3 separate regions of the Rattus norvegicus genome follow, and all the other regions are linked to region 2. The links are chromatin contacts, called in public Hi-C maps. All regions are on one chromosome and are shown on one strand. The core of a region is the stretch at or near the end of the contact, and the rest is flanking DNA. Distances in the headings are between cores, read along the strand shown. Region 1 has its middle 22 kb from the start of Terf2. Region 2 holds the start of Nob1 (NIN1 (RPN12) binding protein 1 homolog). Region 3 holds the start of Terf2 (telomeric repeat binding factor 2).

Region 1 (2,743 bases), core at 64-2,563, 310 kb after region 2:
TCAAAAACAAAATAAGAGTGTCAGTTTGTCAGTATCTTCAAAATAACTTCTGTTGGTATTCTGTTGATCATGGTGGGCAGAACCTAGGAGAATTTTCTTTTCCATGATGGATCCCAGGCTTGTAACACACTAGATAGGTAGCCTGTCTCTGAGGGCAACTCCAGCTCAGTGCTGAGTCTTCCTCTCCAGGAACCCAGGGCCCTCTCCTATGATCTTACTATAATTACTACTTGGAGAAGTTCTTTTTCAGTTCTCCCCGATGTTATGCATGGATAATCATGGCATGTGTAAACACAGTTTGATTTCTTCCTTCGTCTATGTACCCTATACTTTCTTTTACCTCAACAAAGTTTTTAAATAACAATTGATTTTTTTCCCCTCAGTTGCAGTTGACAGATTTTTTTTTCTCGTGCTAATTTATGATGGAAAGTTGAAGAAATAGACTTTGGACTAAATACCTGAGAATGGCTCCCAAAATACTGTGGTACCAGCTGACGGTGTTGTCTCCATCCAGAAGCTTCAGAACCGCTAAGCTGTGTCAGACTCCTGATCCCAGAATACCATTGCTCTGCCTCCCTCGGTGCCAACAAAACAGGTGCCTCCCGCCCTCCTTCTCCCTCTACACATGGAAGGGAAACATAAATAGAGCCATCACTTCGAGAGTCATGGGGAAGGTGGCCTCTGCAGCCCAAAAAGTCAGCCACCAAGGAATTGTACTTGGAATAGATTTAGAGCAACCCGGTGTAAAGCAACCTGCCAGGTGCCACTTCTGGATGCATGCCTGATGTTATTTCATTCCTACAAGAATACAAGGAGGAAGGACTATAATTATCCTCCACTGACAGATGAGAACGCCAAGAACACAATGGGATGGTGGTTTGGGCTTTATTGTGCTTTGGGAAGGTAAAAGAAACCTGTTCTTCCACTCTTGGAGAAGCTGAGGTAGAAGACAAGAGCCGACAAGAAGGAAGAACTATTTCCAAGGTGACAGGGGACAGGAGAATGAATCCGAGAACTCCCAAGGGTGCATGCCAGACAGATTCCAGAGCCCCTGCTTGCTTCATAAAGCCATACTACCCAAAATGGAAAGAACCAGAATTAACGTCCAGGCAACACAGTCTTAAGGCTCCTTCCCAGGTCATATCTCTACTACCTCTTTGCATCTGTAGCACAGAACAGAGTGGAAGGGTGAAAGGTCAGCAGGGAAGGTTTCCAGGGGCAGTGAGTTCGCAGCAGGTTCTAGAGTTGGACTGTAGGCTTGTGTATGCCTGGCAGGCCAAAGAGGGTTTCAGATGAAAGAATTCACAGGCCCTCGTGCCAAGCCTGACTCTGAAGGACACCGGACACTGTAACGTTTCAAAGCAGTGCCCTTGACTGAGAATAAAGAAGGTGAGCCAGTGTTTGGGAGAAAACAGTAAACAAGCTGGCAAGAACAGGAAATGCTTACAGAATAAGGTCACGTGCGGCCCCTCCTGTACTTAAAGTTTTATGACGGTTTTAGTTCGGAGCTGAGGAGATGCCCCAGTGGATGAAACTGCTTGCCCAAGAAGCCAGGGAAAGCCGGAGGCAGTAGTGCCCCTCTAGGCACGCCTACAACCATATGCAGGTGAAGAGCAGAGGAGTCCCTCAGCGCCAGCCAGAAAGCCAGAGGCTGACACCTGGGCTCCTCTAAACAGTGTGCACAAATAAATGCTCAGGAGCTCACACAGGAGCAAGGGACTAAGAAGAAACAATCAGTATATCGTCAAGTGGATTGGTAGTTAAGATGGCTCTTACAGAGGACCAGAGTTCTGTTCCCAGTACCTACAATTCTACAGTTCCGGCAGTTCACAGGCATGTGTAACTCTGGATCTGACACCTCTTCTGGTCTTTCACTCACATACATACATGGTATACACTCATACAAACGCACGTATGTACAAAGAAATAAAAACAGACCTCTTTCCCTTTTTTAAATGAGTACAGTGTGTAATTAAATTCATTTTGGACCAGCATGAGATCTCAGAGAACACACCACAGCAATGGTATACCAGTATTCAGATGATTCTTGGGCCTGCCTGTCTTAACTATCTCATCCTGGGTCCATTCTGGATGCCCAGGTCTCCTGCACAGAGACCTAGCCCAAGTTCCTGTGTGACCTTGGAAACTGAGGCTCCTTTACAGTGTCAGTTTTTCCTGAAGATATCCCAGTACAATCAAATTATAGTTACAGGGCTGGCTGTGGTGTTTTACACCTGTAACCCTAGCACTCAGTAGGCTGAGGCAGGATGGACACAAGTTCAAGGCCTGCCTAGGTTTTAGAGAGAGCTCAAGGCTCCCCTGGACAACTTAGTGATATCTTGTCTCAAAAAAAAAAATAGAAAATATAAATCAAAAGAGCTGGGGATGTAGCTTAATAATAGAGCACTTGCCTTGCATGTAATGGACCCTGAGTTCTGTTCCTATTACCTGTTCTCACACACACACACACACACACACACACACACATGCACACATGCACACACTTGTACACATCCATACATACACCCATATAAACACACATACACACGTGCACACACATATATACACTCACACACACTTGCACACACAGACACATACATACACATACGTACACACAGAGAAGATAGTATTATGATTTTTTTTAGCCATCTATAAGAACATTGCTGTTGAAGTATGAAGGAAGCTGGAGAAGTACAAATGCCATGCGTGTGTAAAGACGTGTAGTGCATAATGCATACGCTTA
Region 2 (2,700 bases), core at 168-2,667:
TGGGAGCATCCACATTTTGGTCATCCTTCTTCTTGAGCTTCCTGTGGTCTATGGATTGCATCTTGGGTAATTTGAGCTTTTTGGCTAATATCCACTTATCAATGAGCGCATACCAAGTGTGTTTTTCTGTGATTGAGTAACCTCACTCAGGATGATATTTTCTAGTTTATTCCATTTGCCTATGAATTTCATGAAGTCATTGTTTTTGATAGCTGAGTAGTACTCCATTGTGTAGATGTACCACATTTTTTTAATCCATTCCTCCATCGAAGGGCATCTGGGTTCTTTCCAGCTTCTAGTTATTATAAACAAGGCTGCTATGAACATAGTGGAGCATGTGTCTTTGTTGTATGTTGGAGCATCTTTTGGGTATATGCCCAGGAGAGATATAGCTGGGTCCTCAGGTAGTGGAATGTCCAATTTTCTGAGGAACCTCCAGACTGATTTCCAGAGTGGTTGAACCAGACTGCAATTCCACCAACAATGGAGGAGTGTTCCTCTTTCTCCACATCCTTGCCAGCATCTGCTGTCACCTGAACTTTTGATCTTAGCCATTTTGACTGGCGTGTGGTGGAATCTCAGGGTTGTTTTGATTTGCATTTCCCTGATGACTAAGGATGTTGAACATTTCTTTAGGTGCTTTCTGGCCATTCGATAATCCTCAGCTGAGAATGTTTTGTTTAGCTCTGTACCCCATTTTTTAATAGGGTTATTTGGTTCTCTGGAGTCTAATTTCTTGAGTTCTTTGTATATTTTGGATATTAGCTCTCTATCACATGTAGGATTGGTAAAGATCTTTTCCCAATCTGTTGGTTGCCATTTTGTCCTAATGACAGTGTCTTTTGCTTTACAAAAGATTTGCAGTTTTATGAGGTCCCATTTGTTGATTCTTGATCTTAGAGCATAAGCCATTGGTGTTTTGTTCAGGAAAATTTCCCCAGTGCCCCTGTGTTCGAGACTCTTCCCCACTTTTTCTTCTATTAGTTTGAGTGTATCTGGTTTGATGTGGAGGTAACACAATGGATTTTAAAGAGTGGTTTCAGGTCAGCTCGGAGGTTATCTGGCCAAGTCAGCTTGGCTTCCTTGCTTGTAAAATCGAACGCACCTTACTGATTTATATGATAGATTCTCTTTCTAGCTACTGACTTTCAACCATGTGCATATCTACGGGTTTTTCTTTTAAAAGTAAAGAAAACTCTATTAATTCCGAGGCAGATTACTTAAGAATTCTCTCAAATTTAATCACGCACATAGCTCCTGGCAGGGCAAGTGGCACACATAGTCCTGAAGGGGTGGTTTGTGGCCGCTAGGGGGAGCCGCGAAATCGCAGCAGCTGTTCCTCTCCAGTCCGGGAGGAGTGCGGTGCAAACCTAGGGAACAGCGCAAGCGCCATACGCATGCGCGGTCTGTCCTTGGCAGCCAACATGGCGCCTGTGGAGCACGTTGTGGCTGACGCCGGAGCTTTCTTGAGGGATGCGCCTCTACAGGTACTAGAGATTCCGCCACGGGATCTGGGCACGAGACCCTCTAGGGGTGCGTGTGGGGTCAAGCGAGTGGGATAACTAGGCCGGTCTGTCCACAGGACATCGGAAAAAACATCTACACCATCCGGGAGGTGGTGAGAGAGATTCGCGACAAGGCCACACGCAGGCGGCTGGCAGTGCTGCCCTACGAGCTGCGGTTCAAGGAACCCTTCCCGGAGTACGTGAGGCTAGGTGAGTGTCCTGGCGCAGCCTTGGCAGGGACGCCGGGCCCGAGTGGAGACAGTCCTGCCCTGGTACCAGTCAACATTGGTTTTAGAGACAGTCACTTCAGCCTGGCTTTAATAAACGTGTGCGCCAGCGTTTATCACACAGGCTTTAAGCTTTACCGTAAAACGAGACTAGAAATGGTATCTACCACATCTCCGGCAGTACTGTAGGCCATACGAAAATGGAATGGTGTCTAGCAAATTGGAAACATGAAGTAAAGTTGTGTAGACTAGTAAGATTCAGTGAGAGAGCGCTTGCCAGGTATACAGAAGGCTCTGAGTGTGGCCCCCGTCCTGCCAAAAAACTGAAGAGATTTAAAAATAAAAACCGTAGATCTGTAGTCCTTTGTTTATTGGGTGATTATAGTTTCCAATAGAGAGGCAGCCTCAAGTAAGAAAAAGTCATGCAGGCTAGCCCAGTGCTGTAGTCTCAGCTCTGGGGAGACAGAGGTTTCAGGGTCATGGGTCCCAGGCCAGCCTGAATTAGATAGTGAGACTCTGTCATATTAAAAATAAAGGGGGAGGGGGGGTTGGGTCCAATGTGATGTCACATGTTTTTAGTCCAAGCCATCCGGAGGCAGAGGTTCCAAGCAAGCCAGGGCTACATAGTGAGACCTCATCTCAAAAATAAATTTTAAAAAGAAGAAAAAGGGACCTGTTTAGGTCTTGCAGTAGTTCTGAAAGAAAACTAGTGGCTTGGGGATCATCATCCTCTTCAGGAATCCAGGTTAGCAGGAGTAGAAGTAGCAAGTGGTGGACTTGGCTGTGGTCCACTTTGCCAATTTGTGGTTTCTGTAGCTTTTCCTACCAACTTGACAGTTATAGGATCTCTGTCAGGCAGCTTCAGCTTCCCAAAATACAAGTAATACCTCATAAGATATGGTTGAGAGGAAATAGGTCAACATGGTGCACATAACCTACGTGCTAACAAAACACTCAAATGCATAAAC
Region 3 (2,700 bases), core at 138-2,637, 330 kb after region 2:
TGGGATCCATTGCCCTCCTCCGGTGTGTCTGAAGAGAGCTACAGTGTACTCACATACATAAAATAAATAAATAATTCTAAAAAAGGAGGAGGAGGAGGAGGAGGAGGAGGAGGAGGAGGAGGAGGAGGAGGAGGAAGAGGTTCAGTGGGTAAAGAGGCTTGCCAAAGACGAAACCAGATGACTTTGATTTTAATCCCTCAGACCCACATAATGAAAGGCAAGAACCAACTTCTAAAAGTTATCCTTGGGGGGTTGGGGATTTAGCTCAGTGGTAGAGCGCTTGCCTAGGAAGCGCAAGGCCCTGGGTTCGGTCCCCAGCTCCGAAAAAAAGAACCAAAAAAAAAAAAAAAAGTTATCCTTGGATATCCATGTACACACACACACAGACATACTCACATACACACAAATCTGTTGAACTCTTACAAGCTGAATCCTGGGCTACAGGAACCAGAAACAGTAATTCAGCTCATTTTAATACAATCCCCACGATGTACCTCTATTATGTACACTTGACAGAAAGGGGCACAGGTACACAAATGGGGAAGTAACTTCCACAAGGTTTACACAATAACAAGCAGAACTGTCAGGATGTGAAGGCAGATAGTTTAGCTCCCGATAAGAAAGGCCAACAGGCTGGGATCACCAAACAGCTTTGATTGCCACAGTTAGGACTGCTTCAGAGAGTGGCTCCAAAGCCTTGTTGCACTTGGACTCTGAAGTGAGTTCAAAACTAGCCTGGGCAACTTTGCAGGACCTGTCTTAGAATAAATTTTTAATGGGGGTGGGGGGTGGAGGGTCGAGGGTCGGGATGAGGGGAGAGTGCACGGTTGATAAGTGCTTGCACTAGAATGGTTAGGTCCTGAGCTAATTCCCAGAACAAACCCATGTTTTGTTTTTTTAAAAAGTCTGGTCAAGTTGGCACTATCTCCTTTAATATCAGTACTACAAAACAGAGGCCAAGTTCAAACTCTATGTCTTGAGTTCCAAGCCAAGCAGGACTACACAGTGAGACTCTGTCTCAAAACAAAGTAACTTTTTTCCTATTGTACTGCTTTTCACAATTTGCGAAATGTCTAACACTATGCATGCGTTTATTTTTCGTATTCTTTACAGGGTCCCAAGTAAGGAGCGTAGTCTTTAAAATAGCGCACCTGGCTGGGCTGTCTGGACTCCAATCCCCAGCAAGCATAGCAGCAGACAAAACGGGAACTACGGATGCCAAGGAGGTGGGTGGACCGACCCCCCCCCCCACCTCGGTCCTTTCCCTCCCAGAAGCCCGCGGGCGGCTTGGAAACTCGTCGGTATCATGGCTGCGGGAGCCGGAACAGCGGGCCCTGCTTCCGGCCCGGGCGTTGTGCGTGACCCGATGGCGTCACAGCCAAGGAAACGGCCCGGCGGGGAGGGCGCTCGGCGGTCGAACACGATGGCGGGAGGAGGCGGGAGCAGCGACAACGGCGGGAGGGCGGCGAACCGGCGAGCATCGCGCAGCGGCGGGAGGGCTCGACGGGGGCGGCACGAGCCGGGGCTGGGAGGCGCGGCAGAGCGGGGCGCGGGGGAAGCTCGTCTGGAGGAGGCGGTCAACCGCTGGGTGCTCAAGTTCTACTTCCACGAGGCGCTGCGGGCCTTTCGGAGTAGCCGGTACCGGGACTTCAGGCAGATCCGGGACATCATGCAGGGTGAGGGCTGGCTCGGGCCGCGGGGAGGACAGGGTCTGTGGGGGCATGACTTGGGGTCCGGGGCTCGCAGAGCCAACCATGTCTTCTTTCCCAGCGTTGCTTGTCAGGCCCTTGGGGAAGGAGCATACGGTGTCCCGGTTGCTGCGGGTTATGCAGTGTCTATCGCGCATTGAAGAAGGAGAAAATTTAGGTATGGCTATTCTTTGTGTTCTTTTCTGGGCTTACTTACGTAGGGTTTTGTTATTTTCAAACTTGACATCCGGAACTGAAAGATTCCGGGTTAAAGTGCGCTACTGTTTCCACCGCGGAGGGCTTTTTCATTCAAAGGTGGTTGAATTCTCTAATTCTACTTTTCTCCAGTTAAAGTTCCTTGGCTGGTTTTATGTGTTTTTGTTGTTGTTGTTGTTGTTATTTTATTTTCTCCCACCTGTTAATTGTACACCCGTTTTTGTTGCTAGAAGTAAGTTACATCAATAAGGACATACCTTTCTCCCTTTTCCTCTGCATAGTAAAGTGTGAAACACCCCACACACACACACACACATACACAAGTTGAATTTGGCAGCTCTTTAACAAACTGCCTTCATTGTTGGCCACTTGTATCTGAGAAAGATGTGCTATTCTGGATTTTGAAGTCAAATGTATACGTTATAATTGAGCTGCGTCAAAAAGAATTGAAAGGTAGTCACTTGAAATACGTTGAAGCCCATGTAGTGTAGTGGCCAGCCTGGCCTACAGAGAGAGTTCCAGGACAGCCAAGGCTACACAGAGAAACCCTGTCTCGAAAACAAACAAAAAAGAAATATGTTGATTTGAGTTTGGACCATATATCAAGTACTAAATAAATGCAAATTTTACTGAGTTTGTATGGTCCTTTTGTATTATTATTCACTGATGGTTTTCTGATTTGTTTTCAAATGACAGAATCTTTCTACATAGCCTTAGCTGTCGAACTCACTGTATAGACCAGGTCGGCCTCTGCCCTTTGCCTCCTGAGTGCTGAGATTAGATGCCTGGCTTGCAT

The links. Hi-C and Micro-C count contacts between places; a contact is called where the count stands out from the background.
Region 1: a contact with region 2 is called in a Hi-C map of liver, with 2.5 times the contacts expected there. The contact joins the enhancer-like site here to the promoter of Nob1 in region 2.
Region 3: a Hi-C map of Schwann cells shows a contact between it and region 2, with 5 times the contacts expected there. The contact joins the promoter of Terf2 here to the promoter of Nob1 in region 2. A contact is called at or near these places in 3 of 12 Hi-C or Micro-C datasets (Schwann cells, frontal cortex and mammary epithelial cells).

The regions. Positions count from the first base shown.
Region 1 is chr19:51,936,006-51,938,748 of GRCr8, reverse strand. No RefSeq gene overlaps it. Among named protein-coding and RNA genes, the nearest start is that of Terf2, 22 kb to the right of the region's middle. Within about 2 kb of position 1,313, at least 7 of the 93 cell types and tissues checked have an H3K27ac peak or open chromatin away from gene starts, as enhancers often do. A contact at or near this core is called in liver, where this site is marked.
Region 2 is chr19:52,243,718-52,246,417 of GRCr8, reverse strand. It overlaps Nob1 (NIN1 (RPN12) binding protein 1 homolog), which reads left to right and starts at 1,417. Exons shown (of 9, transcript NM_199086.1): 1 at 1,417-1,487; 2 at 1,583-1,715. The coding sequence starts at 1,425.
Region 3 is chr19:51,914,135-51,916,834 of GRCr8, reverse strand. Terf2 (telomeric repeat binding factor 2) reads left to right here and starts at 1,387. Exons shown (of 10, transcript NM_001108448.1): 1 at 1,387-1,676; 2 at 1,771-1,866. The coding sequence starts at 1,424.